Regions from separate parts of the Mus musculus genome. Here all the other regions are linked to region 3. The links are chromatin contacts, called in public HiChIP or PLAC-seq maps. All regions are on one chromosome and are shown on one strand. The core of a region is the stretch at or near the end of the contact, and the rest is flanking DNA. Distances in the headings are between cores, read along the strand shown.

What was found. HiChIP or PLAC-seq counts read pairs in DNA pulled down with a chosen protein or histone mark.
Region 1: an H3K4me3 HiChIP or PLAC-seq map of embryonic basal ganglia shows a contact between it and region 3, with 5 times the contacts expected there. The contact joins two enhancer-like sites. A contact is called at or near these places in 3 of 15 datasets of contacts at CTCF or cohesin (embryonic stem cells, large pre-B cells and pro-B cells), 6 of 484 Hi-C or Micro-C datasets (embryonic stem cells, liver, nephron progenitors and 1 more), 10 of 115 datasets of contacts at active chromatin or transcription factors (the NIH/3T3 cell line, SST interneurons, embryonic basal ganglia and 7 more) and 1 of 9 other capture datasets (embryonic stem cells).
Region 2: an H3K27ac HiChIP or PLAC-seq map of large pre-B cells shows a contact between it and region 3, with 6 times the contacts expected there. The contact joins two enhancer-like sites. A contact is called at or near these places in 2 of 15 datasets of contacts at CTCF or cohesin (large pre-B cells and pro-B cells), 4 of 484 Hi-C or Micro-C datasets (the C3H10T1/2 cell line, embryonic fibroblasts, nephron progenitors and 1 more), 3 of 115 datasets of contacts at active chromatin or transcription factors (forebrain, large pre-B cells and pancreatic cancer cells) and 1 of 9 other capture datasets (embryonic stem cells).
Region 4: an SMC1A HiChIP or PLAC-seq map of large pre-B cells shows a contact between it and region 3, with 2.8 times the contacts expected there. The contact joins two enhancer-like sites. A contact is called at or near these places in 1 of 15 datasets of contacts at CTCF or cohesin (large pre-B cells) and 1 of 484 Hi-C or Micro-C datasets (liver).

The regions. Positions count from the first base shown.
Region 1 is chr1:164,424,461-164,431,195 of GRCm38.p6, forward strand. All of the region lies in intron 13 of Nme7 (NME/NM23 family member 7), which reads left to right. Among named protein-coding and RNA genes, the nearest start is that of Gm39690, 9.3 kb to the left of the region's middle. Within about 2 kb of position 1,926, at least 25 of the 459 cell types and tissues checked have an H3K27ac peak or open chromatin away from gene starts, as enhancers often do.
Region 2 is chr1:164,646,623-164,654,174 of GRCm38.p6, forward strand. No RefSeq gene overlaps it. Among named protein-coding and RNA genes, the nearest start is that of Dpt, 150 kb to the right of the region's middle. Within about 2 kb of position 2,444, at least 5 of the 459 cell types and tissues checked have an H3K27ac peak or open chromatin away from gene starts, as enhancers often do.
Region 3 is chr1:164,901,027-164,907,820 of GRCm38.p6, forward strand. No RefSeq gene overlaps it. Among named protein-coding and RNA genes, the nearest start is that of Gm32652, 4.8 kb to the left of the region's middle. Within about 2 kb of position 4,190, at least 3 of the 459 cell types and tissues checked have an H3K27ac peak or open chromatin away from gene starts, as enhancers often do.
Region 4 is chr1:165,210,211-165,217,793 of GRCm38.p6, forward strand. Tiprl (TIP41, TOR signalling pathway regulator-like (S. cerevisiae)) reads right to left here. Exons shown (of 7, transcript NM_145513.4): 6 at 7,573-7,583; 7 at 2,076-5,670. The coding sequence ends at 5,530. Among named protein-coding and RNA genes, the nearest start is that of Sft2d2, 20 kb to the left of the region's middle. Within about 2 kb of position 5,836, at least 44 of the 459 cell types and tissues checked have an H3K27ac peak or open chromatin away from gene starts, as enhancers often do.

The DNA.
Region 1 (6,735 bases), core at 676-3,175, 480 kb before region 3:
ACAGCCAGTGTTCCAGTCTGTGACTTTTTGCCTATGTGATGCTTACTGGGGCTGCAGTCACCTAGGTGCTCGGCTAGGATAGAATGTTCTAGATGGCTCCTTCACATGGGTTTGGGCAGAGGCAGAGGGGAAGCGTAGCTTAGAGGAGATTCTGTTCTCTCTGTGTAAGCTCAGAGCGTCTTTATGTGGGCCTCTCTCCAGCAAGAAGCCTCAGCCCTTACGTCGCTGTTTCTAGGGCTGCCAAGATCAGAGGCTGCTGGGTCTTCTTACGGCTTACACCAAGCGTGGGAACGGTAGCCGTCCATTATACTCTCCTGCTAAAGAGAATTCCAGAGTAACCCAAATTCGGTAGAAAGGTGCTCTCCAGGCCATAGGAAGGATGTAACTCATAAAGGTCATCCTCAGACAGTAGCTGTCGTGAACAATTCCATTTGGAAAAACAAAATGCAGAGGGAAGAGAAAGATGCCATTAGCTACATACTAAACACGGAGTGATTTATCATTATAGAACTACATGAGTGTCTTAGGGTTTTACGGCTGTGAACAGACACCATGACCAAGGCAAGTCTTATAAAGGACAACATTGAGTTGGGGCTGGCTTACAGGTTCAGAGGTTCAGTCCATTATCATCAAGGCAGAAACATGGAAGCATCCGGGCAGGCCTGGTACAAGATGAGCTTGAGAGTTTTGCATCCTCATCTGAAGGCTGCTAACAGAATACTTGCTCACAGGCAGCTAGAATGAGGGTCTTAAAGTCCACACCCACAGGGATATACCTACTCCAACAAGGCCACACCTACCCCAACATGGCCACGCCTTCTGATAGTGCCACTCCCTGAGCCAAGCATGTACAAATGAGCAAATCAGCTTGAGTCACTTCATAAAGACCAAGGAGATTTTTAGGATGATAGTAGTTCAATGACATCATTGAAAAGAACTTGTACAAATACAGTAGATGAAGTCTATGAGGGTAGAGTAAGGCTGTCCCCTCAGATCAGTGTTTAGGGCTCGACCATCAAATGAGGAGCAGAGTAAAGAATTAGGTCCACTAGTGCCATATTCCCTGTCCCTGCTCTCTCTGAGCTGGAATTGATGAGACTGTCCACTGGTTGACGTCAAAGTGGGTTCAAAATCCTTTCCTATTCGGACAATTTTCTTATAATGACACATAAATAAATGAGATAAAATGAGCAAAATAAAGGCGAGGGGGCAGAACAGTGGCTCAGAGGTATGGTAAAGGCCTTGCCACTGAACCTGACGATGGCGTTCCATGGCACTCAGACTCACATAGTGACTCTCCTGATTCTTCCAAACGGTCCCTTGACCTCCACAGGAGTGCATGACACACGCAGACCCACACAGTAAACATATGTAATTTTAAAATGATGGGAAACTTTTTAAAAGTAAGAAACCTTTGACATTCTTTATCCCTTTTGGTTCAACTAGCATCATCCTTAGTGTTTGTTTGTTTGTTTGTTTGTTTTTCGGTTTTTCGAGACAGGGTTTCTCTGTGTAGCCCTGGCTATCCTGGAACTCACTTTGTAGACCAAGCTGGCCTTGAACTCAGAAATCCACCTGCCTCTGCCTCCCAAGTGCTGGGATTAAAGGCGTGCACCACCACAACCGGCTCCTTAGTATTTGTTAAGTACCCGATACACATTTGATAAGAATATACATTTGACTTCACTAAGAACTATCAATAATTGTTACTCTAGAATTGGCTCCTGGGGGTTATTATTTAGTAATAATTTTTGAGTTTTGTTAGTAAATGTAAGGGTAAGTGAACATTGTGACGAAGTATCGCCTCCTCAGTATTCTGATTTTTCTATTCAGTGACTGGGAAATTTGTGTGTTGTCAACAGCTAGCAAATCTGTGCTAAGTCAACATAACCTGACTTAGATAAGGGGCAGGCAAGCTTCAGGCCGTCAGCACGTGTGGCCCACTGCCTGGCTGTGCATGTGCACGCTCTGTAAGGCAGTGGTTCCTGTGGGTAGGTCTGCAGCTGTTTTCTAGCCACACTGTCAGAACTAAGAGGACTAGAGACTCTGCCAACTATGTTTCCTGCCTCTGTATAGGAGAAGTTTTGTGGTCCTTCGTTTTGTTTGTGAGACCTGGGAAGATGGCAGGAGATAATTAGAAGCTTACAGCGCCCTTGGCTTATTAGTCTACTGACATTGTGTTGACAATGGGGTACGCACTGATCTAGGAAACGGGGACTCGGTGCGAGCCTGCCTCTCAGGACAGCTTGATCAGTTTCTGCTGTCCCGCCACAACCAGAGCACTCATCCCTAAAATGTTTCCATTTAGTTGTGATGAAGTCAGAACTCCTGTACATTACAGTCAGGCCACTGTGCCACTGACCCCAGGCTCGTTCCTGTCCTGTGTGTTTTCTGCATTACCGTTGCGATGGTGTCTTATTTGCTGTTTGTCCCTCCTGACCACACAGGCTTGTTCTCCTTCTGAGGTCATGCTGCTCCATAGGCACACTTTCCAGTGCTCATTTGCTTTGGTACTTCTCCTAATTTTTCAAAAGACTGTGAATTTCTAGTTTCTCCAGAGTCTCCCTTAATTACTTTTATTATTATATTTTCCTAGTCCATATATACTAAAAAAACAAGCTTTCAACATATTTGTGAGAGCATTAATAGCACATATTAGGTAGTTTCAAAAAAATTATTGTTGCTGTTTAGTTTTGTTTTCTTACTGTGATATAGCATCTGTGAGAATCGGATCCTTGCTTATGTTGTTAATTGTGTTCTTAGTGTTCAACATAGAACTGAATACAGTAGTATACCATAGAGTGTTGTAAATGAGTGGAAGGAATTGTGGCATAAACTTGAAGTCGATACAGGTTTTTATAATTACCATAGTTTTCCTTTTCCTCTGAGTTTCCTTAACTCTGGTCTTGATCTCAGTGCAGTAAAAATGTTACCCTTCAGTGCTTTCTGATACTCGACTTTAAGGGACGGAAAGGGCATAGAAAGGAGAGGTTGATCTAAATGACAGGGCTGTACAAAAGTCAGGATTCCTGCATTTCTTTATTTCTGTGATTCCAGTTTTTGCCCAGTTCAGACTATTCAATCAACTGTTAACTTGGACTAACCAGAGAACCCATATCTCAATTTTTTTCTTTAAATTTACTGTTATGTTATGACAGAATCAAAGCCTAGTTGTATGAGAACCATCAGTGTGTGTGTGTGTATCATGTGCGTTAACAATTGTGAGGAAGGGGATAGGGAAGGGCACCATGGTCAAAGATGCTGTCTGACACAGCCCTGAGGTCCTTCAGTGTGTGCCCCTCAGTCCCCAGGTGTCCCACTGCCATCCCCAGGCAGGCTGCATGCACTGGAAAATACCACTGATGTGAGCACAACTTAGCTCTCTTTGTAATGAGTAGCTACTTTTGTCGTGTTGGGACATAATGCTTTATAAGAGCAATTATGTCATCACGTAAAGAGCAGAGGGTTTATTTTGGCTCCCAGTTCAAGGGCACTGTCCCTGAAGGTAGAGGAGCCATAGTGGCGGAAGCTGGAAGCAGGGTCACGTTGCATCTCTAGTCAGGCAGCAGCAAGAGGTCACAAGGCAAGCTTGCACTCAGATCACTGTCTCTCAACAGTCAGGACCGAGCCGGAGCAGTAATGTCTCTCAGATCAAGGGGTGCTTTCCCTACCTCCGTTAACCTAATCTTGATTATCCCTCACAGACATGCCCAGAGATGCTTGTTTTTACTGATTCTAGGTCTGGCTGAGTTGAAAGTCACTATTAAGTGTCCCAAGGACTGTGGGTTGTGAGAGAATTCATGAAGATAGAACTCATCTTGGACTTTTAAGGAGAATAAGGCTAGAGGGGAATTCTTAAGCTGATGAAGTAAGGGGAAGCTCATGGTGTTTTGACCTGCCCCCCCCCCCCCCATAGGGAACTTCTTTCAACGACTGTCTGATCTGTTCACAGCTTTCAGATTAGTCTGACATTGTCAGTGTCTATATTAGAGATGTCAAACCCTGAGGCATATGCTTAGCATGAGGGAAAGGGGGACACAGGCCTCAGAGCCTCTGGCTGGTAGCAGCAAATGGATGAGGTTCCCTGGCCTCAGACCGAAGCTCTGCTCCTTCCTCGCTGCTGAGACCTAACCTCAGCTCTGGAATATAGAGGTGAGGTGTAGTCACTGAGGACCCCAGACGGCGACTTCACCTGCGTTAGCCCTGCTGCTCCAGGTATCACTGCTGTCCTCTTAGATCACCTTGAGGGGGTCAGAGATGCCAGAAGAACAAACTGCAGATTTTCTTGACATGAAGAAGTCAGGAGACAGGCGGAGCTGGCGCAGGCTCTATAGCTCAGCAATTCAGATCCTGCATTGGTCTTAGCGTTCCCCTGAGGTGCCTCTGAGTTCCCTGGTGACAGCTGTGGCTCCAGCATCCCGTGTTCATTCCTGCAAGCAAGAACTCTAGGGCAAACGATACAAGAATACAGCTCGTTGCCTATACCTCCATTTAAGGGGCATTCTGAAGAGCTCTGTCTGATAACATTTGCTTATGTGACAGTCGCAGGCAAGCCTGCTCACTTACAGTAGAGGCTGTGTGCTTGCCCACCTGTCCCGAACAGCTGATTCAAAATTATTTTTACAAACGTGAAAAGCGCCAGTCTTGCTGCTATTGCTACTGTGAGCTAGTCTGGCATCTTTTCTCTGGTATAAAGTTCCAGAAGGCTAATTAAGCTTAGGGAGTCTCCCCCACCCCCCAAAACACTCCTGACCGCCATCCGCAGTCATCTAGAGAACAGGCAGCCGTATTTTGATCCACTCAGTTCTGTTTTAGCTTTTGGTATGAGTTCTCTGTAATGAGTAATTTAAGAGAGGAATATTAAACTCTGGTTGATGTAAATTGTCCAGCTTTATGGTGAATCTGTAGTAGGGCTTTCAAAATAAAGCTTTCTGCTCTGCCGAGCAAAATCCTCAAATGCCGGACTTGAACAATTCACATGTTGTGCCATTCCTGGAAATCAAAGAACTTTGGAGTTATTCGTGGGTCACTAGTATTCTTGTTTGATAAGAAATCAAGATTAATTCATGATAGAAATTTTTGGCCAGGTTTGGTGACATGGGCCTCTGGAAGGTACGCAGGAAGATGACAAGTTCTGAGCTAGCCTGTGCAACCTAAAAAAAACCCTTTCTTGGGATATAGTCAGTGATAGAGTCCTTACGTGATATGTATGGGAACCCAGGTTCAATCCATGCATCCATCACAAAGAGGACAGGGATGAGGCCACCACTTCCTCCTCACCTGGAGTGTCCCTGACCCTACTGCCTGCACTGTTCATTGCAACCCAGCTGTGGCCTTAGAGGCCAAGTCCTTTCCCCTTTCCTTCCTTTCCTGTGAGTCTGTTGTTGTTCTGTCAACCTAACTACAGAAGGCAGAGAAGGAGATTGTGTGTTAAGCTTCCTTTTCACGTGTGGTCAACTTGTAGGAAGAGCAAAAGATAAAAGTGTGAAAAGATTAGAGGATGCGTGCTGCGGATGCTTAACAACCGCATATCCATGCCTACTGTCGACAACAAGGCAGTCAGAATGGATGAAGTGTATTTACCCTGAAGGAATTTGGGGTCTATGAGAAAGGACATTTTAGGTGCAGAGACCCTGGTCTGCTTTTGTGTGTCATGAAAGGAAACTTGACAGGAAAGGAGCACGTGCTGGGTTTAGTAGGCCGCAGCAAGCAAAAAGCAAGACTGTGCAGGCTCCTTACACCACAGCCAGTGAATGCTCTCTTTGCTGGCTAGTTTCATGTCAGCTTGACAGACTAGAGTCATTTGGGAAGAGGGAATGTCTACTGAGAAAATGTCCCCATCAGAGTGGCCTCTGGTCAAGCCTGTGGTTCATTTTATTGATCAGTGATGGATGAGGTGGAGGGGAAGGCAGCTCATTGTGGACAGTGACATCCATGGGCTGATGGTCCTGAGTTCTGTAAGAAAGAGGCTGAGCGGGGCTGGTGAGATGGCTCAGTGGGTAAGAGCACCTGACTGCTCTTCCGAAGGTCCAGAGTTCAAATCCCAGCAACCACATGGTGGCTCACAACCATCCATAACAAGACCTGACTCCCTCTTCTGGTGTGTCTGAAGACAGCTACAGTGTACTTACATATAATCAATAAATAAATCTTTAAAAAAAAAAAAGAAAGAGGCTGAGCAAGCCATGAGAAGCAAGCCGGTAAGTGGGGCCCCTCGATGGTCTCTGGGTCAGCTCCTGTCTCAGGCTCCAGCGCTGACTTCCCTTCATGAAGGGCTGTGACCAGGACATAGAAGCTAAAATAAACCCTTCTCATCCAACCTGGCTTTGGGTCATGGTGTTTTATCACAGCAGTGAAAAAACGTAACTAAGACAGACTGGTAGTGGCTTGTTAAAGGTGAAATATCCTACCTGTTAAGGCACTTAATGTGCAGCAAGAATCTCTTTTGAAAGTAAATTTTAAGATAAATGTTGAAAATTATTGGTGACTCACTGAAATATGGTTAAGTCTTGGAGGACACTTGGAGGACCATTGCAGGTTGGGAGAAGGCAACAAAAGGAATATTATCCATCACACTTAAGTTTTAATTTTTGAAGAACTGGAGAGAGACAAAGCTACCTTGAAAGTGGAAGAGGCCACTTAAGGAGACGTGCACAGACTTAGAATGAACTTTGAAAAGGGAGTCCTGTGTCTCAGGTGTTTAAGAAGAGAGTATGTGTGCTTCCCACGAAGCAG
Region 2 (7,552 bases), core at 1,194-3,693, 260 kb before region 3:
AAACTAAATAAACCCTTTCCTCCCCAACTTGCTTCTTCAGTCATGATATTTGTGCAGGAATAGAAACCCTGACTAAGACAAATTGGTAACAGCATAGTGGGGTATTCCTGTGATAACCTGACTATGTTTTAGGGAGGACTATGGAAGGACTTTGGAACTTTGGGCTAGAAGAGCTATTGGCTATTAAGAATGCTGTGGGATGTTCTGTAGGAGCTTGAAAGCATAACATTGAGAACAGTGCAAGTGATGGAGGACTGGCTTATGAAATTTCAGAGGGAAGATTAAAAACTCTTATCACGATTGTTGCTGTTTTTATTGTGAAGATTCTGTGGTTTTAGTTAGCTGTGGTTGAAGAATCAGCTGTGATTAACAAGATGCCAGAACTACTAAAGAGGAACCTTTGGATTACTGGGACTATTGATGCTCGTTAGCTGGAACTAAGAAATTACTGATGATTAAGAAGAGACAAGCATCATTGAGGTGAAATCTTCTGGGAAGCGCTTTCTGAGAGCACAAAGAGGTTCCAGAGATAGCCAAGATTGTACTTCATGCTGTGGCTGGACTTGGTAATGTGTAGGAGTCACCCAGGTGGTACTAGCTTTGAAAGCGTGAAGAGCAGCTGAGGCTTAGCACTGTGAGAGGCCATGGAAGGTGATTGGCGAAGATGCAGTCTTAGTTGCAATTCATGGCCCAGGACTGAAGGGGTCATGCAAAGGAATTGAGGCTTGGCACCATGAAGAAAGCCTATGAGAGGCTATTGGTGAAGTCTAGTTACAGTGGAAGACAGCAGTGTTTTGGAGATGCCAATACCATGAATGACCACCAAGAACAACAGCATCAGTGGAGTACAGGCAACTGGAGCCTAGAAGACAAGATGTGTGCTACAAAGGGAAGAGCTGGAGAAATGACCCAATCCCTTGGGAGAGCCCAGAAGATCATGAGTGGATCCTAGACATGGGATGGCTAGAGTTTGATTTTGATTGTGATTGTGGTTGTGCCCTGATATTTTTCCTTCTTGAAGGAAGAAATTATTTTACTGGAGCCCACAGTTAAGAGACTTTAATTGTAAAAACACTTAGAATTTTAGAAGAGACTGAATATTTTAAAGGGAGTGAAAATTTTCATATGTAAGAATTTGTAAAGACTATGGGACTTTTAAAGTTATTTAGATCTTGGGGATGAATAAGAAAGTAAGGGTTGAGGCTTTATAGTGACATGTTTGTGTGTCCAATTGACAAGGCATCAGTTGTTTGTGCAGGAATAGAAACCCTAAGACAGTCCATTTTTCTGTTCCATATTTGTTTTTTCCAAGACAGGGTTTCTCTGTGTAATACCCTCGGCTGTCCTGGACTCTATAAAGGTAGACTAGGCTGGCCTTGAGCTCACAGAGATCCATCTGGCTCTCCCTCCTAAGTTCTGGAATTAAAGGCATGCCCCACCACGCCTGGCTCCCCTTTCCATTTTTCTTTGGAGCTATTGTGATTTCAGACAGAGCTGGTGTTGAATCTTGTTAACAACACACACCTGCCATGTGACATTTAGAAATTTACTTAACCTTTCTGCATTTCTATTTCCTCTTCTGCGAATCAGGGATAATAAGCCTGTCTCTTAGAATTAAAAGGATGAAATAAAACCATGTCAATTTGGATGGCACAGAATACATGCAGCATAATAGTTCTCTTTCTGCCCCTCCCCCCAGGTCTTCCTTATTTCTCCCAACTCTGCTTTCCTGTGCTATTTTTTTTTCAAGTACTTGGATGATATCATTTTGTTTCTTTTAATCTAGTAGCCCCTTTCCACCGTCTGTCTCTTATCTGCATAAACACTCTACAGTCCCTGACTAGTCAGATTCCTAGAATCCTAAGCCCTAACAGAGTGGCTTGCAAGGAGTCAATAAAAGTACAAGCAAGAAGAATACGTCATTTTTGCTGGAAGGTTTTAAGAATATTATTTATCCTTCAGACAAGGGCAAGAGGTAGTCAAGACAACAGAAAACCTAAGGAGACACTTAAGCTACAAACCAATAGCATCTCTTATGCTTGGCTAAAGCTAAGTGTATACAATCTCCTTGGGCTTTTACTGTCTTTCTAAAGACAAGATCGTCTTCCAATCCATAAATACCCCAGTATTTTGCTGCATATTTTTATGTTTTTTCCATTATAGAGTAATGCATCCTAGACGTGTTTTCTACTTATCTTCCACTGAGGTTTGTAGCCAAGAAAAACTAGGAGTCGCCTGCTGCTTCCTTGTTTATGCTTTCAGAGCAGAGTAGCACATTGTGTCTAGGAGATGATACTCTCTGCCCTGAGCAGCAGGGGTGCAGGATCTTCAGGGATTCAGATTTCAGAAGCCTCACAACTGCTGGGGCCCAGTAGAAGCTCCTTCACTGTCTGGTTAACGTAGTGCTTGCAACATACCATCTTGCATATTCCCCTGTGCATGGGCAGCAACCATAGGGAAGTTCGGTTGTTATAATGACAAGACCCACCAAGAAAGACACGCATAAAGAAGACATGCAAGTGTCCTGGGAATAGGTAACAGGATATGACAGCAGCAAGGATGAGTAATTTTGACTTATTAGAAAAGGACAGCATAAAGCAACAGCCATTGCTGGTGATATGAGGAACTAAGGCTTAGGAAAGAGTAATGTAGATAGCAGTCATTTGATAGTCACATCCACACAACCCTGGATGATTATCTGTTGCTCTTCCTCCCCCTCCCCCTCCTCTTCCTCTTCTTCTCTTCTCTTCTTCCTCTTCCTCCTCTCCCTCTTCTTCTTTGAAATGTTTATTGACTTTTATTTCATGTGTATGAGTGTTTTGCCTGAATGAATTTATGTCATCACTTTCATGCCTTGGTGGCTGCAGAAACCAGAAGAGCGCACTGGATTCCCTGGAATTGGATGCCAGATGCTTATGAACCATCTGTGGGTGATGAAAACTGAATCCAGGGCCTCTACAAGAAGAGCAAGTGCTTTTAATAGCTGAGCCATCTCTACAGTCCTCTCTGCATCTTTAATCTGATTCAAGTCCTTTCCTCTAACTTCAATACACAATTATAACAATCAATTTAGGAAGTTGAAGTAGGAAGACAGAGCTTCTTTGATGATGCTGGAGCAAGGCCCTGGTCTATGAATATAGTAGGATATTACTGGAGTTGTTTTATTGCTGCACTTTTTTTTTTCTGATTTGATTTTATCCTGGGTTATCTAGACTCAAGTTCTTGGCCACTGCTTTGATGTGGGTGTGGGTGTGGGTGTGGGTTCTATCTCATGGAATGAATGGGTGTTAAGCCAAATCAAATATTATTTGGTGACCACAAACTTTGTGCCACTATTTCCCGATTGTCCTAGCATATTTTGCAGCAGGACACCACTGTAGATGAAAGGTTTTGTGGTGGATTACATTGATTGGTCCCTGTATGTTGAGCCATCCCTATATATCTGGAATGAAGTTTACTTGATCACCATGGATGATCTTTTTGATGTGTTCATTGATTTGGTTTGCAATTATTTTATTGGGAATTTTTGCATCTATGTACAGACAGAAAATTGGTCTGTAATTCCACTTCTTTGGTAGGTCTTTATGTAATTTGAGTATTGGAGTAACTGTCACCTCATAAAACAAATTGGGCAATGTTACTTTTGTTTCTATTTTGTGGAATAATTTAAAAATACTGACACTGACTCTTCTTTGAATAGACTTCTACACTAAAATCATCTACTGCTGAACTTTTTGTTGTTGTTGTTGTTAGACTTTTAATGACTGCTTCTATTTCACTAGGGGTTATAGGTCTATTTAAATTTCTTCTCTGATCTTGGGTTAACTTTTCTAAGTGGTGTTTATTGAGAAAATTATTCACTTCTTATAGATTTTCCAATTTGGTGGAGTACAGGTGTTTAAAGTAATTATTATTATGATTCTCTGGATTTCTTTGGTGTTATATCTCTATTTTCATTTCCAATTTTGTTAATTTGAATATTTTCTTTCTATTTTTAGTTAATTTGGATAAAGTTTTGTCAATCTTATTGATTTTTTTAAAAAGAACCAACTTTTTGTTTCATTGATTCTTTTTATTGTCTTTGTTGTTGTTGTTTTCTTGATTTCAGCTCTGAGTTTGATTATTTCTTGCCATCTACCTATCTGGATTTTTTTAGTGTTGTTATAGAACTTCAAGATGTTCTATTACTATTATAAAATCTCTTCATTTTTTAAAAAATATAGGTACTCAGTACTATGAACTTATCTCTTGGAACCACCTTCATTGGGTACCATAAGTTTAGGTATGTTGTGGATACAGTTTCCTTCAATTGTAGAAAGTTTTAATTTCTCTCTTAATTTCTGTCCTGGCCCACTTTTTATTCAGTAGTGAGTTATTTTGTTTCCACAAGTTTGTAAGAGTTCTCTTGTTTCTGTTGTTGTTTATATCCAGCTTTTATTGGTGGTGGTCAGATAGGATATAAGGTGTTCTTTCAATTTTCTTGTATCTGTTGAAATTTGCTTTGTGTTCAGGTATGTGTTTACTTTTGGAGAAAATTCCATGAGGTGCTGAGAAGAAGGCAAATTCTTTTATACTTGGGGAAATGTTCTGTAAATATCTGTTAGATCCAATTGGTTTATAATGTCAGTTAGCTTTGGTTTAAAGTCTATTATTTACAGATATTAAAATGACCATGCCAGTTTGCTTCTTAGGTCTATTTGCTTGAAATATCTTTTTACATTCTTTTTTCCCTGTCTAGCATTGACATTAAGGTGTGTTTCTTGCATGCAGCAGAAGGATGGGTCCTGTTTTTGCATTCATTCTGTTAGTCCTTTTATTGGGGAATTGAAACCACTGACTTTGAGAGATATCAATGAGAAATGTTTGTTGATTCCTATTATTTTGTTATTGTTGTGATAGTGGTCTGTATGTGTGTGTGTTTTTCCTGTCTTTTGATTTGTTGTTCTGAGATTATTTATTCCAGGTGACTTCTTGGGTGGGGTTAACTTCTTTACATTGGTTTTCCTTCTAGCTCTTCTGTAGGGCTGGATTTATAGATAGATATTGCTTAAATTTGGTTTTATCATGAAATATCTTATTTTCTCCACTTACTGTGATTGAAAGTTTTGCTGGGTAGAGCAATTTGGGCTGGCATCTTGGTGTTTTAAGAATTTGTAGAGTATCTATCCATGCCCTTCTAGCTTTTAGAGTCCCCACTGGAAAGTCAGGTATTGTTTTAATAGGTCTGGCTTTATATATTATTTGTTCTTTTCCCCTTGCAGCTTTTTAATGTTATTTCTTTTTTTGAATGTTTAATATTTTGATTATTATTTGTCAGGGGGACTTTCTTTTCTAGTCCAGTCTATTTGTTGTTTTGTATACTTCTTATACTTTGATAGACATCTCCTTCTTTTGTTTTTTTCCCATGAATTTGTCGAAAATAGTTTCTGTGCCTTTGACCTAGGTAACCTAGATTTCTTCTTCTTTCTCTATTCCTATTATTCTTAGTTCAAGTCTTTTCATAATGCCAGAATTTTTTTTAAAGATTTAATATTTACTGTGACTGAGGTATTCATATCTTGTATCTTGTCTTCAATGTCTGAGGTTCTCTCTTCCATCTCTTGTGTTCTGTTGGTGAAGCTTGCCTCTGCTTCCATCTCTTGTGTTCTGTTGGTGAAGCTTGCCTCTGCTTCCATCTCTTGTGTTCTGTTGGTGAAGCTTGCCTCTGAGGTTCCTGTTTGAGTTCCTCAATTTTTGTTTTCTTGCTTTCTCTCACTTTGAGTTCCCTTATTGATTCTATTTGCACTTTCAGGGCTTGAATTGTATAACCACTTCCTTCTATTTGTGTGTTCACAGATTTCTCTAGGGATTTACTCATTTCCTCTTTAAGAAACCCCTATCAGAGTCATCCCCAGGTCCCCTGTGCATATATTATAGTTATTAGTGTTTTATTGTGACTCCTGGCTCTGCGGGTGAGAGGACATCTGACTCTTTTGCTTACTCTTTGGACTCTTTTCCTCCTGTTATCCAACTTCAATATGAAAGTTTTTGCTTCGTCTTATTAGATTTCATTTGTCATGTTTGGTTGTTATCTCTTAGAAACCTGCTCTTTTCTAATGAGAGACAGAAAGGTGACCAATTGGGAGGAACTGGAAGGAATGGAGCGAGAGGAAACTATAATCAGCATATATTGTATGAGAAAACAGTCTATTTTCAATTTTAAAAAGAATCCATAGAATATTCACAAAGGCTATTTAAGATCTTTTTTCATGTGCTTCAGCTATGTTGCAATACTCAGGGCCTGCTGTGTTAGGTTTGCTGGGCTCTTGTGGAGACATCTTATCCTGTCATTGACTGTGTTTTTGTGCTGGCATGTAGGGACCTGAGTTTGGGAAGATTGCATTCAACACCATGCACACTGGAGCATCCTCAGCTGCTCAGAAACTTCTTTTTTCCCTGGAACTGACTTAGGTGCTGATATTGTTTGGGTCTGAAAAACCAAAACAGCCCAAGCAATCAGGAGAATCCAGCAAAGCATGATCTTTATTTGAATTAGGTAGCAAAAACTGACCAGTCAGTAGCTGGTTTTGAACATTCATCTTAGCAAGTATTTAAACAGATGACAAAATTTCATTATACTCAGGCTGCTACTGATTGATCAGGGCAGCAGAATAGACTTGGGAGCCAAACTGAAACCCTGAAGGGAAATTGTACATCATTTTTAAAGGATTGAACCACAAATTGAAGAAGACCAAAGTAGAATGTAGCATTGTCTAATTGTATTTTGACACAAGGTTGAGCAAGGAAGTAAATGTTGATGACTGGGCCCCATCTGGGTCACCTGGTTTCAGGGTCCTTAACTCATAGCTTTGATGGTCAGGCCTCCTCCTGAACTTCTGTCCCAGAACTCAAAATGATAAGAGAAAAAAAGGAATCTGGGGCAAGTTAATTAAGTCATAACAGGCAATACATTTACAACTCACGGATCTTAGTTTAGATAATCAGCAACTCCCCTCTTCCTGGTTAACAGACAAGCATGAAACACCTGAAGAAGCAGGATAGCAGGTAGGTTCTGGGGCCTGGGAATATGAACTCAGTTTTAATCCAGTCATCAAAGTGGAAGCTGTTCCTGAGATGGCTGGACTCAGGCAACTGTCTCTTTAAAAGTATCTGGTCTTGTCTTTGATGGGCAGGTGTTTTGGTCCTTAGTTTCTGTTGTCCTCTCTGGTTCTCAGGAGAGCTGATAGGTGTAGCCACTGGGTAGAATGTATTTCTAGGTATTGGGGGCTGACATTTAGTAATGGGGATGGGGTGGGGTGGTGCTAAGGGGGTTCACAGGAAGGAGGAAATGAGGGTGTTTCCCTAGATCTGCTTAGTCCCCGGAGAATAGGGACAGAGAGTGAGAGGAGGCTGAAGCAAATGGCCTGCTACAGACCTGATGACGAGCCTGGGGATTGGACTTGGGGGAATGGCTGGAGTGGCCTGAGGGTTCCTAGGGAATGAATGCCTGCTGGAGTTGGAAGGGATTGGGCAATGAGAAGGGAAGATATGCATGGTCCACTAGAGGTAGGGG
Region 3 (6,794 bases), core at 2,940-5,439:
TGGGGACCTTAGTCAAGCTCTTAACCTTCTCAAGTGATCTATAAATGTGAGGAATGTTTTCCATCCCTTCTTTGCTACTTATTGTAGCAAAGAAATAAAATTGACTTCCAATAATGTGCGGTGCCATAGACCATCACCAACAATCCCCAGGTTGTCTTTAAGCCCTTGTTTTCCTAGATATCCTGGATATCTTGGCTATTTTGTCCCTGTTTGGGAGTTATCGATCTACTGTAGATAAATCCTTGGCTGTTCTGAGCACTTTTCTTTTTGTATATCTTCTTAAATAAGAAATCTTATGGCCTGTTATTAAGTCTTTCCCTGCTCTTCTGTGCATTGAGTTCATACCTTACACAATGTTCAGCCAGACTGACAAGTACCATAATAAGAGGTGAGGTAGTGGCCATTCATAACCAGATGCCCTAAAGTTACATACAGCAGGGCACCTGTAGAGATCAGTTGGCCTTGGTAGACTTTTCAGGGCCTTGAATCTCTAAAACAATCAGCATTCAAAGGTTGAATATGGAATGTAAGGGATTTGTAGTCTGGCTCTTCAATTTAGGGTGTGAACTCTCTAAACAGGTTCATCAGCGTCAGAACAAGATTGGATGGGCTGTGTGGAACTAGACAGACTAAGTATTCTGTCTAGTTCAAGAGGCTGCTAGGATTAAATGAGATAGTGTCACAATTCAGGATTTATTGTAATTTGCTCAGCACAATCCAATTTACATGTGAAAGCTCAATGGAGAATAGAGAGACCGCTCAGTGGTTAAGAAAACTTGTACTTGCTACAGATGTGTAAGGACCAGAGTTCAAATCCTAGTGCCTATGCTAAAACTCAGACAGCTCAAACAAGCCTGCAACCCCAGCTTTGAAGGGAGTTGGAGCAGAGACAGGAGAATTCCTGGCTCCAGATGGCTTCCACTCTAGCTGGGAAAACCAGAGTTCTCCGTTTTCAAGAGAACTTACCTCAAAGATAGACAGAGGGTGATAGAGGAGGCTACCCGGTGCTGCCTTCTGACCTCCACAGGTGTTCTCACAGGCTTTCACACATGTACACACAAGCACATATAACTCACCCGCATATAAACATAAATGAATATTTTAAATGTCAAGGTACATAATTTTTGTGGTTATATATGTATGTGCATAACAAATTTATAATTACTGTATAAATTAGTGTCATTAATTATATTCAAATATTATGCAAATGCCACCACAATCTTTTCCCTTAACTTTTTCACTATCATCCCAAGCAGCAACTACCAACTCATTGCATTTAAACCACCTAGTCCCTCCTGCCTGTAAGCCCAGATCCTTCTAATCTACTTTCCATTTCTGTGAACTTGCTTATTCTAGCTTTCCCATAGCAACAGACTAATAAGATCTGTCACTTTCTGTCAGGATTATTATGCTTGGCATAATGTTCCCATTGTCTCTCCATTCTCCATTGGCTGCTGAGTATTTGAGTTGTTTTTACTTTGGGATTTTTATAAATAGACTATGGTGAACATTGGCGTGTGAGCATCAGCTTGGATGGTAATTCTGTGTTTGGCTCTTTATGAAACACCAAACTACTTCCCATGGGGGTTAAATAATTTTCATTCCCACCAGCAATGGGAGCTTCCATTTTCCGTACTCCCTTGCCAACCCCTATTCTTTTCTGCTTTTGCTTTGTATGGTGACAAACGGTATACAGATTTTAAAGGCACACTAATATGTGTAATCAAGTAGGCAAATATTATCAATCAATAGATGCATGCCAATTGAGAATCAACTATACACTGGGTAGTTCATTCAAAAAAAATACTTCTGAGGAAGTCATGTTGTATGTCTATGCAGCTGGCCTCAGGTAAGAGTTGAGAAAGCTGAAGACAGAGATGGGTGTGGAATTTGACAGGAAAGTTTGACCCAACTATGTGTGCAGCAGAGACCTTGCCAAGTAACTATGGCTGTTGAGCAAGGACTCAAATGATCTAAACCTATTCTTTGCATACCATGCTAATCTCTCTCTGTTGTAGGAAGACTGCACTATGGTCTGGGTTGGAGGCAGGTGCCTTGCTGCCAGCCATTCCCTCTTCTCAATTCCGTTCCCATCCTCTTATAATCTCTTTCTTTATGAAAGCCAACTCCCCAGGCAGGAGGATGCCTTCTGGTCAGTAACTTTGAAAATTGTAGTATAGTAATTGTTTGCTAGTTATGCACTTGAGGTTGAAATCCTGAGTCTATAGACCCACTGGTGTGTGTCTTTCCACTGAAGCCCGTACCCGGGGCTGCCCACATTCGCTTCTGTGCTTTGGAGGATGAGAGTTAGATTATCTGACACAGTTATCATGTATGTACACCTTGTGCCCTCCATCCCCCATCTCTAGGTTTCTTTCTTTGCTTCCTGAGATTTGGGTGAGTTTTTTATTCTTCTTTCATCACAGAAAAGTGGTGAAGCAAACTCCCAGGCTCACAACTCACCCGCTACCTCAGTGTTGACTCTCAGATCAATTGATCCCCACACAGAGGCACGCGGCTGGAAAAGAAAGTAATGTGTGGGAACTTACAGCCATTTGAAGTCCAAGATGAATTTTAAGCATCTTGAAACTGTAATCTATGTCAAAGAGAAAGCAGGCTATATAATTAAAGGAAAGGGGAAAATAGCCCGCATCCACACCACTGTGTTTACTACATAATGGGCATTCCAGGAAAAAAGGAAACCAAGAGTCATCTGAGAACAGATACCACATCTTGCACTCCCATGATTCTAGAATAGATACTTCTATTTTTTTCCTTTCTATCTGTTCTTTATTTAACTTTTCTCATTTTTAGTTGAAAAAAAATGATCACTTGGAATGAAGACCGCCTTCCTCAGCCTTCTGTGAAGCTGAGTCTAGCAAGAAGACTACACTTGGAGATTGCATGTGCGACTTCTGAAAAATGCCCTTGGGGATAGAAAATGAAAACCCTGGGTTCCAAGGATTTCTCAGCAGCCTTGGTCTGAATGACCCCTAATTTATACTGCTAGGGAAAAAAACAGAAAACTCAACTCTCAGTTTGAGTCACTAGTACTCTGGACTTACACATAAACCTATCCCTCAATGATAGACCTCTTCAGTATCTAGGGGGAAAACACGTTCAGTCATTCAACACTTGAAGTTATGATAACACAATCAACTAAGCAATTATTCAGACATATTGTCTTTTTCATATTTTTGGAAGGTCAGGTGGTTCTGATTCTCAAACATATGCCCACACATATGTAAGAACAGACATTATTCATACTAGTATGGTTAGCAAGGCAGAATGAGGAACACACACACAGAGTGGTGTCTATATAGATGAGTAAGGTTTAGGCAGTGCAGAATATACCTATCCAAGGAACAAGTTCAAGAATTGTCATTGATTGCTGAAGGATGGATCACTGCATCCTTTGGGATCAACTTGCTAAGAATACACATCACAATTTTAAAATGATTCCTCTTTGTTATACAGTATTTTTTCAGAGATCTGCTCTAATGAAATCGTGTGGGGCAAAGAGTGATACTCAAAACTTTCATTGAAGGACTAGGTAGGGAGATAGTTTCTGCATTTAAGGATTCACTCAATACACACATCTGTCAGAAGTGTGGGACTGGCAGCTAGCTGGCATCCTCCTTCCCCAGGAGTTGGCTTTCATGAAGAAAGAAATAAGAGGATGGGAACAGTATTGAAAAGAGAAGATGGCAGGCTGGGGGCTGGTGAGATGGCTCAGTGGGTAAGAGCACCCGACTGCTCTTCCGAAGGTCCGAAGTTCAAATCCCAGCAACCACATGGTGGCTCACAACCATCTGTAATGATCGACTCCCTCTTCTGGAGTGTCTGAAGACAGCTCAGTGTACTTATATACAATAAAAATAAATAAATCTTTAAAAAAAAAAGAAGAAGAAGATGGCAGGCAGCAAGGCACCTGCCTCCAACCCAGACCATAGTGCAGTCTTCCTACAACAGAGAGAGAATTACCTAGAGTCCAAAGGATTTAGTCCCTATAATAAGGTAGTGTTGCCCAGTGCTCGGGGATGGAAGAAAGGCAGTGTAGAGAAGTCTTCATCTGGAGAATGAAGCTCAGTTTGGTTTAACACTGCTGGATGGAGATATGCATTGGCAACCCTGAGATCTGCAGCTAAGAGAAGATGAAGAGGCCCTGTAGGGAGACAAGCCACAGTGGTGGGCCACAGTTGCAGTGGCAGTGAGCAGGTGCTGCCCCCAAGTGGTTCTGCAGACAGCGGGCATGCTTACAGGGCCAGAAACCTCAACAGGTCACTCCAAAACTGGCTTGGACTTCCTGGTATATAAGTCAAAAGGGATGTGCTGCTAAGGCATATGCAGATGGGGCAAGCCAACTAAATGTTTTGTAACAGATGCTCTAACCTAGGTGCACGATGGGGGTGCGGGGTGGGGGGCTGCTCTGTGAATCACGATTGGCCTCATAATCTGTGCGTCAATTTCCTTCCCTAGTCTCCTCAGCATTCTCCTGTGCCATCATTTCTCACATTTCCAGGGCACAAGTGTCCCTTTGAGTGTAATCAAAAGGTGGTACGTTGTGAGGTTCACGAGGCAGAAGGACCGCAGGCTGCTGTTGCTCTCACAGGAGAATCTACTCACGTGTATGCGTGTCAGTGCAGGACTGCCGTGGGCTTTGACCAGAAGCTCGCAGGTCCAGCAGTCCGCTGTGCTCAGCTAGAGAGGAAGTTTCTGCAGTATTTGTGTATCTTAATTTAAGCTCTTCCTGACCATTGCTCCCGTCATTGTTTATTGTTTGAGAATCTCATACGTGTTTTCTGGTCAAATCCACACTGCCTCCCCTTCTTTCCAGTTCCTCCTCAGTCCCTCAGTTCTGTTCTGTCTCAGCTCCGCACGCTCTTTTCTTAAGCCCACTAAGTCCTCAGTGATACACGGATGTGCACGCGTGTGGATGGAACATGTGTTGCCCCTCTGGGGCTGCATCCCTAAAGAAAACTGTCTCTCCCCCGACTTCCCCCAGCAGCCACTTAGCCAATAGCTCCTCAGTAAGGCTAGGTAGGGTGAGAGACCTCAAGAATTCCTGCCAATGCATGCCAGGAGTTCAGCCATCTTGGTCTTGGCAGGTCTTCTGCATGCAGCCACAATTGATATGAGTTCTTGCTCTCAATGGCACTATCATGTCCTACAACTACTGTTTTGCTACAGGTGTCCATTACCTCTGGTTCTTATCATCTTTATACACACACACCCTTGTGACGTAGCTATTAAATTTGGAGATGAATACTCCATAGTCTCTGTATTTATTCCCTGTGGGTTGACAAGTTCTCCGTATAGTCAACATGTACTGAATAAAGAGTTTCTGAGAGGCTCTATGACCATACCGTTAAGAACTTAGGGAGCAGTTTATTATTATGTCTACTTCAGAGAATAGTATGGGAGGCCAATACAGCTATTGCATAAACGCCCCATCTCTGTGTGAATTCATGACTTAAAACATAAATGCATGGAGTCTGATTTTGTAACCAGAGGCAGACAACACTGGCTAATGTTTATGCACCTGAGCCACCGTGATTCAAATGCCGTGTGTGTTTATGTGTAATGAAATATTAAACAAGGCCCCATGAAATCTTCCTTATCCCAGTTTCTTCTTCATATGTAAAATGGATTGATAAATGCACCTATTTCACAGGACTGTCACATAGATCAAATCAATGATATATGTGAGTGTATGTCTGTCTGTAACATATATGTGTGTATAAATAAAACCACAAATAAACAAATGTAAGGTGCCAGAATTGAATATTACAAAGTTAAAATATGACATTAGATACAAGAAAGAAAAATACATATGCATCCTAATCTTAGCTATCTTGTGTAAGTATATCAATATCTTGGGATATATATATATATATCCAACACAACATCTTCAGCAATACATTTTCTCACTAAGTAATGAGTTTCCAGACAATCTCATTTTCTTTAGTACATTCTTTTGTAATTTTCTAATTATCTACAATGAGCTTAAAAGTGCTAGTATACAGAAAGCAAAAATGTAATGTTCTAAAATGGCTTACAGGAAGTCACATAAGTATAAAATTCAATACCGGGATGCATTCACAAATCCAAAGCCTCCTGAAAAGAAACCCACCCAACCAACTCTGTTTCCTCATCATGGAGATTGTACCGTCTCCATAAAATACTTTCCCCAGCAAGCGAAGAGCAAGTAAATATTGTTCCAGGTCTAAGAATGACAAAGCCCCAACTCAGGGAATTTACAAAAGTTGAAGTCGAGAGGGACAGACGAGTTTCTGGATGAACCTAGAGAGAGTGTTTTACTCACCGCAGATAGGAAGAATGATGAAGCTGATGGTTAATGTCTTCATTCAGGAGAGACATTATTTTATATTAGTCTGTAAGTACTTTCTAACCCCTCTAGTGGTCCTGAAACAGTAAGGTGGCCTATGTCCAGGTTCATAGTTCATTTTGTTACACCATAATTATGACCAGTGCTTTTGTTCTCAAAGGGTCTTTGTTTGGACGGCTACGTGTGCATATGTGTGCCTTATTCAAACAACACTGTGCCATTAGCTCTTAATAGACGTCTGTACGCTGTTGCTCCCTGACAACCGAAGAACAGCCACTGATTTGTTTTGTCTCTGTGGTTGAGTTTACTGGCTTGAATTACTAAGCTTATTTCTAGACCAATTAACCTGACGGTAGCATGTTATTTTCTTCTTCCAACTGGGCTATTTTCTCAAGAACCTCCTTTGTAAGGTAGTATTTGAGAAAATGACGGTTCCTTTTGTCCC
Region 4 (7,583 bases), core at 4,586-7,085, 310 kb after region 3:
GCCAGATAAAATGCAAGCTAATCAGTCCAGAAAAAGGCCAAAAGCAGCTGGCGAAAGCCAGCTTGCTGCTCAGCCTCCGGACTGTCGGCTTCAGGGTCCGAGCGCCTCCGCCCCTGCAGAATGGCGGCTGCCAATCCATCATTAGTAAGCAGCCCTCCAAGCTCACGGCAAACCTTTAACCAGTCCTGTAACCCCTTACTCTTTCTAGGTGTGATTGCTGATCTGCATTCCTGCGTAGCTTGTTCATAAACCAATTGTTCAATTAAAGTCATAGCTGCTTCTGGGTCTCCAAATATCCTCCCTGCTGCCTCCGTCATTCTGGCCACAAAATCTGAGAATGACTCCTGTGCACCCTGGGTGATTTTTGTCAAATGTCCACTCGCCTCCCGCTTCCTAGAGAGTGCCTTCCATGCCTTAACAGTGGCAGCTGAGATCTGAGCGTACGCTCCCCAATGATAATCTGTTTGGTTAGCGGCATTCTGTCCCTGACCTGTAAGCAATTCAAACGTCCATGTTCTTTGGTCCCCTTCCATGGTGGCATTGGCCCTTGCCTGCGTCTGGCAGGAGTCCTGCCACAAGGCTTTCCACTCAAGATACATTCCCATACTGGGGGCTGCAGCTTTTACTACAGTCTGCCAATCACCAGGAGTCATAGCGTGAGTCGCAAGCCTTTCGACTTGTGCTACAGTGAAATTAGCGCTGACTCCATAATTATGGACTGCTTCAGCAAGCTCCTTAATCTGTATATACTCTACTGGAGCGTGAACTCGCCCTCCCTCGGCTCCTTCAAAAACTGTAAATGCCTGTTGCATTTTCCTGTTCCTCTTTTGGAATGAATGAGTCTGAATGATACCTCTGTACATAAGGCGGATGTGCACTAGGACCCTGAGCACGCAAACCATGGTGCTATGCGATCTACCTCTTATAAGGCTTGTTTACTAGTTAGGCGCAGTGGAAGCCAGCGCCATCTTATAATGGCGATTGCTCACGGCACAGCTCTCCACAAGCCCTCATTCTGGATTCCCATCCCAGCTATAGGATAGGAATGTAAATGGCCAAGTCTCCCTCCCCTCCTTTGGTGAAGCAACATGAGTGTATCCCAGGATCTCAGAATACTCTGCCAAGACTAAGGCCAGCTAGACCACAGCAGGGACCTACCTGTTCATCACACACTTGGTTTTTCGCCCTTATTTCTCCTCCTCTCACTCTGCTGTCCTTCACCTTTCAAATAACCAGCCTCCTCATGCTTTTCTGAGTCTGCTTTGGGGACCTAAGCCAAAGAGTATTTGCTGAGATGGGGTTTGGTCTGGGATACTCAGTGCCCACGCCACAACCACAGAGTCCTGTGGCTGCAAGACTAACACAGCCTTAAAACTCACGTGGATCCAAGCACCTCAACAGTTTTCCTCAAAAAGATATCACAACAGGCTGATTTTCCACAAGTACCATCTAACCTCCTAAGCTGTAAGGCAAAACCAGCCTCCTGCTTAACTTACATGCACGCCATAGGAAAGATCATGCCATAGGAAAGATCAGCAAGCATCTTGGTATGAGCCACAGAAGGAAGCTACAGTAGGCATGTTAGCAAAGAAACTAAGCAGGGTCAAAAAGTCTTCTAAGCCGGGCAGTGGTGGCGCACGCCTTTAATCCCAGCACTTGGGAGGCAGAGGCAGGCAGATTTCTGAGTTCCAGACCAGCCTGGTCTATAGAGTGAGTTCTAGGACAACCAGGACTACACAGAGAAACACTGTCTCAAAAAAACCAACCAAACAAAAAAAGTCTTCTAACCATGACAGCTCTCCTGAACTCACTGCAGCTGTGGCTGCCTGCACAAGATGAAGCCAGTCACCAGTGCAGCATGGAGGTGGGAGGGGCTCACGACCCCCCACCCCTAGCTGACGAGCTGCTGACAACTGATGGCCCAGTGGATGTGCCCATACTCATAAGTATATAGGCAACACTTATTGGACTTGGTGGGTAGAAAAAAAAAAGGAAAAAGAAAAAGGAAAAAGGACGAAGTTGGGGAGGAGTGGTCCAGGAAGACATGAAGTAGGGAGTAAACATGACGAAAACACCACATTGTATATGTATTAGATTCTCAGAGTATTTCAAACAAATGAAAAAGAATTCCATAAGAAGGAAGAAGAAATCAGAGCATCTCTAGTTTCTACAACAAGCATTATCAGTTATGATGTTTTGTTATTCATAATACATTTTATAATTGTGAGAAATGAGTAACAGAAAGCTTGCCTCGTTATGTAAGTAAATGTGCCCATTGCATAGCTTCCCTCATCATCCAATCACCAAATGATTACTAGGTATTCCCATAGGTATGACTGTCCCCATAAACCCCAGCTAACAGGCTGTTTTTGTTTCTGCACTACTGGGAATTGAACCTGTGCTCTTAAGCATATTCACCCTTAACCGCAGAGCAGCATCTCCAGCCTTTGGTTTTCTTAGAAAAAGTCTCACCATGTAGTTCAAACTAAAGCTGGAATTCCACGCTTCCCAGCAGTCTGTGTGTTTTAAAGTACTGCTTATCCTCAGCTTTAGGTCCCCAATGCCTACTCCATTAGGAGATAGGGAGCAACACTTTGTTCTTCCTTTGACATAGACTGGTTTCCTTCTTACCTAGTGGCCCCCAGGCTCACTTTGGGGTACAGGAAAGTTTTCTCTGTTGACCTTGGCTAGCCTGCTGTGGGCAGCCGTATCTGGTTTTCAGGATGTGGCCTTCTCGACACTTGCACCTCATTCAGCAATCGGGGGAAACCCAACCTTAAATCAATGGTCCCAAGTGAAGAACGTCACCAGCACCCTCCCACCAGAGGCAGCAGTCCTCAGTATTCTGCATATGCAACTATGGTCCACGCTGCTTTCCAGTTCCTCATCAAGTCAGCCAAGTTTGGCTTCCATTCCTTCTTTGGTAGGAATTGTCCTTTGCCTGTCCAGGACTCTCCCTCCACTCCTCCTCCAGGGGCAAGTAGGCTTTGTCAGATGCAATAGGGATGAAAACAGGTTTTTGCAGCTTTCCCCACAACACCCTAAGGCATTTAAACCCTTCAGAGCTCGGAACCTAGGGTAGGTGGGCAGGGCTTTACCCCTGTCCCCAGTTACTTCCTGCTTGCCTGGCCTCCTTACCAGGACTTTCGTGAGCTCCGCTTGGTTCTTTTCCAGGCACAGACCTTTGGATCTAAGAGGCAAATCCTTAACTGAGAAAGTTAGTAAGTCCCCTTAAATGAGACTTGTAGCTATTCCAAAAATGACACACTAGTCCTCACACAGCCTTTAAGAATTTATAAAATGGGGCTGGAGAGATGGCTCAGCTGTTAAGAGCACTGATTGCTCTTCCAGAGGTTTTGAGTTCGATTCCCAGCAACCACATGGCGGCTCACAACCATCTGAAATGGGATCTGATGCTCTCTTATGGTATGTCTGAAGACTGCAACAGTGTACTCAAATATACAGAATAGATCTTTTTTTTTAAAAAAAAAAGAACTTGTAAAATGATCCTACACAATGAACTACAGTAAATTAAGGAATGTCGAGACAGGTGCAAACACTCTTCCCCAGGGAACAGCATAATTTAGTTATCTAACTTCAAATGGTCAGCCCTGAAAACATACATGCAAGTAACATTATACAGTGTGGGCAGGTTGTACTTATATATTTAGAAGCTAGACAGTCATGCATATATGAATTTGAAAAGAGCAGGGAGGAGCATATGACAGGCTGAGAGGACGGAAGGGAAGACTAAATGATGTGATTATCTTGAAGTAAGATGTTGGCTGTGGTGATATTAGCCACCTTTCTCTTGTGCTCTGAAGAGGAGGCAGTCTCTGTCCTTTTTCTCCTTGGAGCTTCCCATTCTTTGAGATTCAGTTTGTTTTGTAATCCCACTTTCAGTTGTTCAAGGCATGGTAATTTTTTTGACTGCCTGGCTTTTTCCCTGGTTATGGTAATGACAATCTCAAGGCCTGCGACAGCTTCTTCAAAAGCAGAGAGGAATACCAAAGTCGCTCCTCCCATCTTTCTCAAGTTGTTATTTCTGCCATCACATCTGACACCACGTGTAGATGCTTCTGCATTCTCTGGCGGACCTTAACCCCACAAAAAGTTGTCTCGGTCACCATAGGAGATTTGGTTCACATTCACATAAATACCAAAATAAAAAATAAGCCATCAGATCCTCTCATACACTATAAATTACCCTGTATTTCACTCATAATACCTAATACAAGGCAAATAGCTAAAACTGACAGTCAGGGAATGACAACAGAAAGTCTGTGCGTGGTCATAATCGCTGGGATGTTTTCAACTGTTTGATGAGGAGCCGGATGACTCCACATACACAGCACTCGCCGTATAAAGGACCAACCACATTCTATCGCTTCATTATGTAATCCCTTATACCACATCAGAGAACACGGTACTCAGAACTGAAGGGGATGCTATGCATGACATGTACCCATGTGTTCTGACTACTTAAAAGTGCCCTCAGGAGTGTAAGGAGCAGAGGGAGAAGAGAGACAGGCGCTTAAAGGCGAACAAACTAGGGGATCGCGTTCATACCTAGCAGTTTCCATTTGTAATCTGCGTGGGAAATGTGTCTGCAATACTGAACGGGTTCAGAACAAAATAAATGAGAACGATACATCCTAATCCAATCTTCAAGTAAGTCTAAGAAAAGCTGAAATAAACAGCAAACTATGAATACATAATTCCTTATTATTTATTCTCCTCTTACAAAAGACACTTGGACAAATAAATATAAAATGGCATATGTCATATTTAGAAATGGCCAAGGACACACCTGGGTACTCCTCACAGGGATACACTAATACAATCTTCAGATGCACACTCCTCCTCCCCACCGCCCACCTCTTTAATTTTTTTTAAAAAGTCAATTATTTTATTTTAATTCTCCACAATTTTTAACAATGAATTATCAAAATAAGTAATCTAACACTACTCAGAGACAAAGACATTTAAATGAAAAGATTTAAAAAATACTTGTGTGTACAAACACACACAATATGTTGCCCAGAAACTCCAACTAATGACTAATACAAGATTAATTTTGTAGGTGACATGTCACAACTCTCCGTAAGTGCGAACAAACACCAGAAAGCCCACAGCCAAGAGCCAGAGTAGCACATCAGCATGCAGTCAGCATCCTATGGCGGCCGGCAGGTCCCAGGCATCGGGGCTCAGTGACAGCCTTACAGTCAGCCTCCTCACAGTGAAGACGATGCTTCAGGCCGGATGCAGACCATGTCCCCTCATGAGACCCACACACATCACTGCTGACGTAAGCTCCAGAGCACATCTCTCTCTGGAGCAGGAACTTGAAAACAGACAGGATAAACAGGAGTTGTGTGGAACCTGCCTGCAGCAATCTTTTATTTTCCTTTAAGGCTACAGAAAATCTGCGCATAAGCAAGGAAATTAATTCTCATAATAAAAATACCCCTACAAATAGCCAAGGTTTCCAGTCAGGTTCCACATGGAGAGAGTCTGCTGTACCACATTTTATTCTGAGGGCGTACTTTGTGAGTCCACTGGGTTAGGATCAATTCTTTCTGGAAATACGAGCTTCTCACAAACTGCTTCCTTAATTGGTAAATATTGTGATATTTCATTAGGTTCCGTGAAGAGGGAAGGTGGAACATGCTAGGAAAAACATAAAATCGTATTAGTATATTCTCAGTTATGGCTCACACGATTTCTGAAACCTTCTAGTGTAAGAGTTCACAAAGCATGCTAATTTCAGCCCTGGGGACACTCCACGTAAGGAGGAGCATTGAGTGCTCCCCCAGATAACAGCTGCTTCCTGTTACTCAATCGTTCAACTGTGTGGCTGATCTTCAAGGAACTTGGTGTCATAACTGACAGTGCTACTGTAAGTGCTAAAAGAATCCCACACATTTTGATCAAATCCCTCCCTAGTACCCGTTACTTGAGTAACTTGAAAGTTCAATCTTTAGTTAGAGTCCAGTACACATTCTACGACAGTTACTAACTATTCTAATCCAAGCATACACTATATTCAGACAGAGTAAGTACTATGGTTTAAAAAAAAAATACTTATTTTGTAGACATGTACTAAGCCAGTTCATCACAAAACCCAAGTGCCACGGAAGGACTTCACAAATTCCAGGGGAGCAAAAAATACAGGAAAATTATGTCAGAATAATTACAGATGCTGGTACAGAGGCACCAGTTTTTGGAAGAAAAAGGGATGTGTAAGAACATATACATACAAGTGACATCACAGAGGAAGTAGGATGCATCTATATGTTTACAATGATGGAAGAAAGAGACAGTGAATTTGAAAGACTAAGGAGATACAGGACATGGGAGGCCTTGGAGGGGAAAGAGAAAATTTATGGAACTCTAGTATAATCTCAAAACATGAATAAATTATTAAACATTCTAGAGGGTCAGGTGCTAAGTCAGAGGAACATCCATGGCACCAGCTGCAGCGATGGGACTCAGGTCACACCCCTGCCTCTCAGCTTCTTCAGAATGAACAGGACTCAGATGGATGGCAGCGAAGATCTCCAGGTGCCCTGGTGCTGGAGACAAACCCAGGAGAGACCCACCCTGCAGAGCCCAGGAGGAGCACATCTTCTTTGGAAGGGGTGGAAGGACGTGGTTCCCACGCCTGGAACAGGGCAGAGGCCTCCATGATGTCATGGCTGCTGTGGCCTAGGGCTTGTTTGTATAATTTAAGTATTTTCATGTTCCTCCTTTGAGGAATGTCCTCCCTGTTAACATTAATGACTCCATCAGTCCAGGAGGCGAAAGTGTAGCTAATGTCTCAGTAAAATGGTAAACCCTGGGACCTTCAGGACAGCCCTTAAGGCTGTAAAAAAACTCTGAAAACATGAGCTCAAAAATATATAATTTCTCAACTATGTAAAATATAAGGAACTATACAAGGTGTTTCACTAATCTAAAGGAACAAAAGCAGCTGTGCTGTGAGCCAACTGGTCAGGAAGATACTACGGAAGGAGATACAGAGAGTTAGGGAGTGGTGATTGACGGAGATCCTACCCAGCTAAGTTTTTTTGTATGCTTAAAAAGGCAGACAGATCCCTGGGTTTGAGGTCAGCCTGTGACTGAGGGAATTTAGATCCAGGCCCCATCCTGTTATCTTATCTCTGTGCTTAACAAAGGCTGACAGATATCTGAAGGGCTCTGTAATAAAAAGTGTGCTTGCTGTCTCCTAAGAACCAAAGGCCATGGGATGTTGACTCATAGGATAATCAAAAGGGAACCTGGGGTAATGACTGAATTGATATCTACATAAAAAACTAGGTTTGTGATCTTCAAGAGATGTCTTTAGGCCTGCAAGAGAAAGCTGTCTAGAGAACAACATAGGTTGTCCTGAGACTTGACTTCCAGTTGTGTGTTTTTTGCTACTTTCAAACAGAACTCCCAAGCAGAGGCTGGTCCTTGGCACACATTTTCTGATGCAAATTTAGATGAATGGGTGGGATTAGTGGGATATGAGACTTAAAATGAATTATTAAAATTCAACATCTAAATACTTAAAATTTAAGTACTTACCATTAAATTAG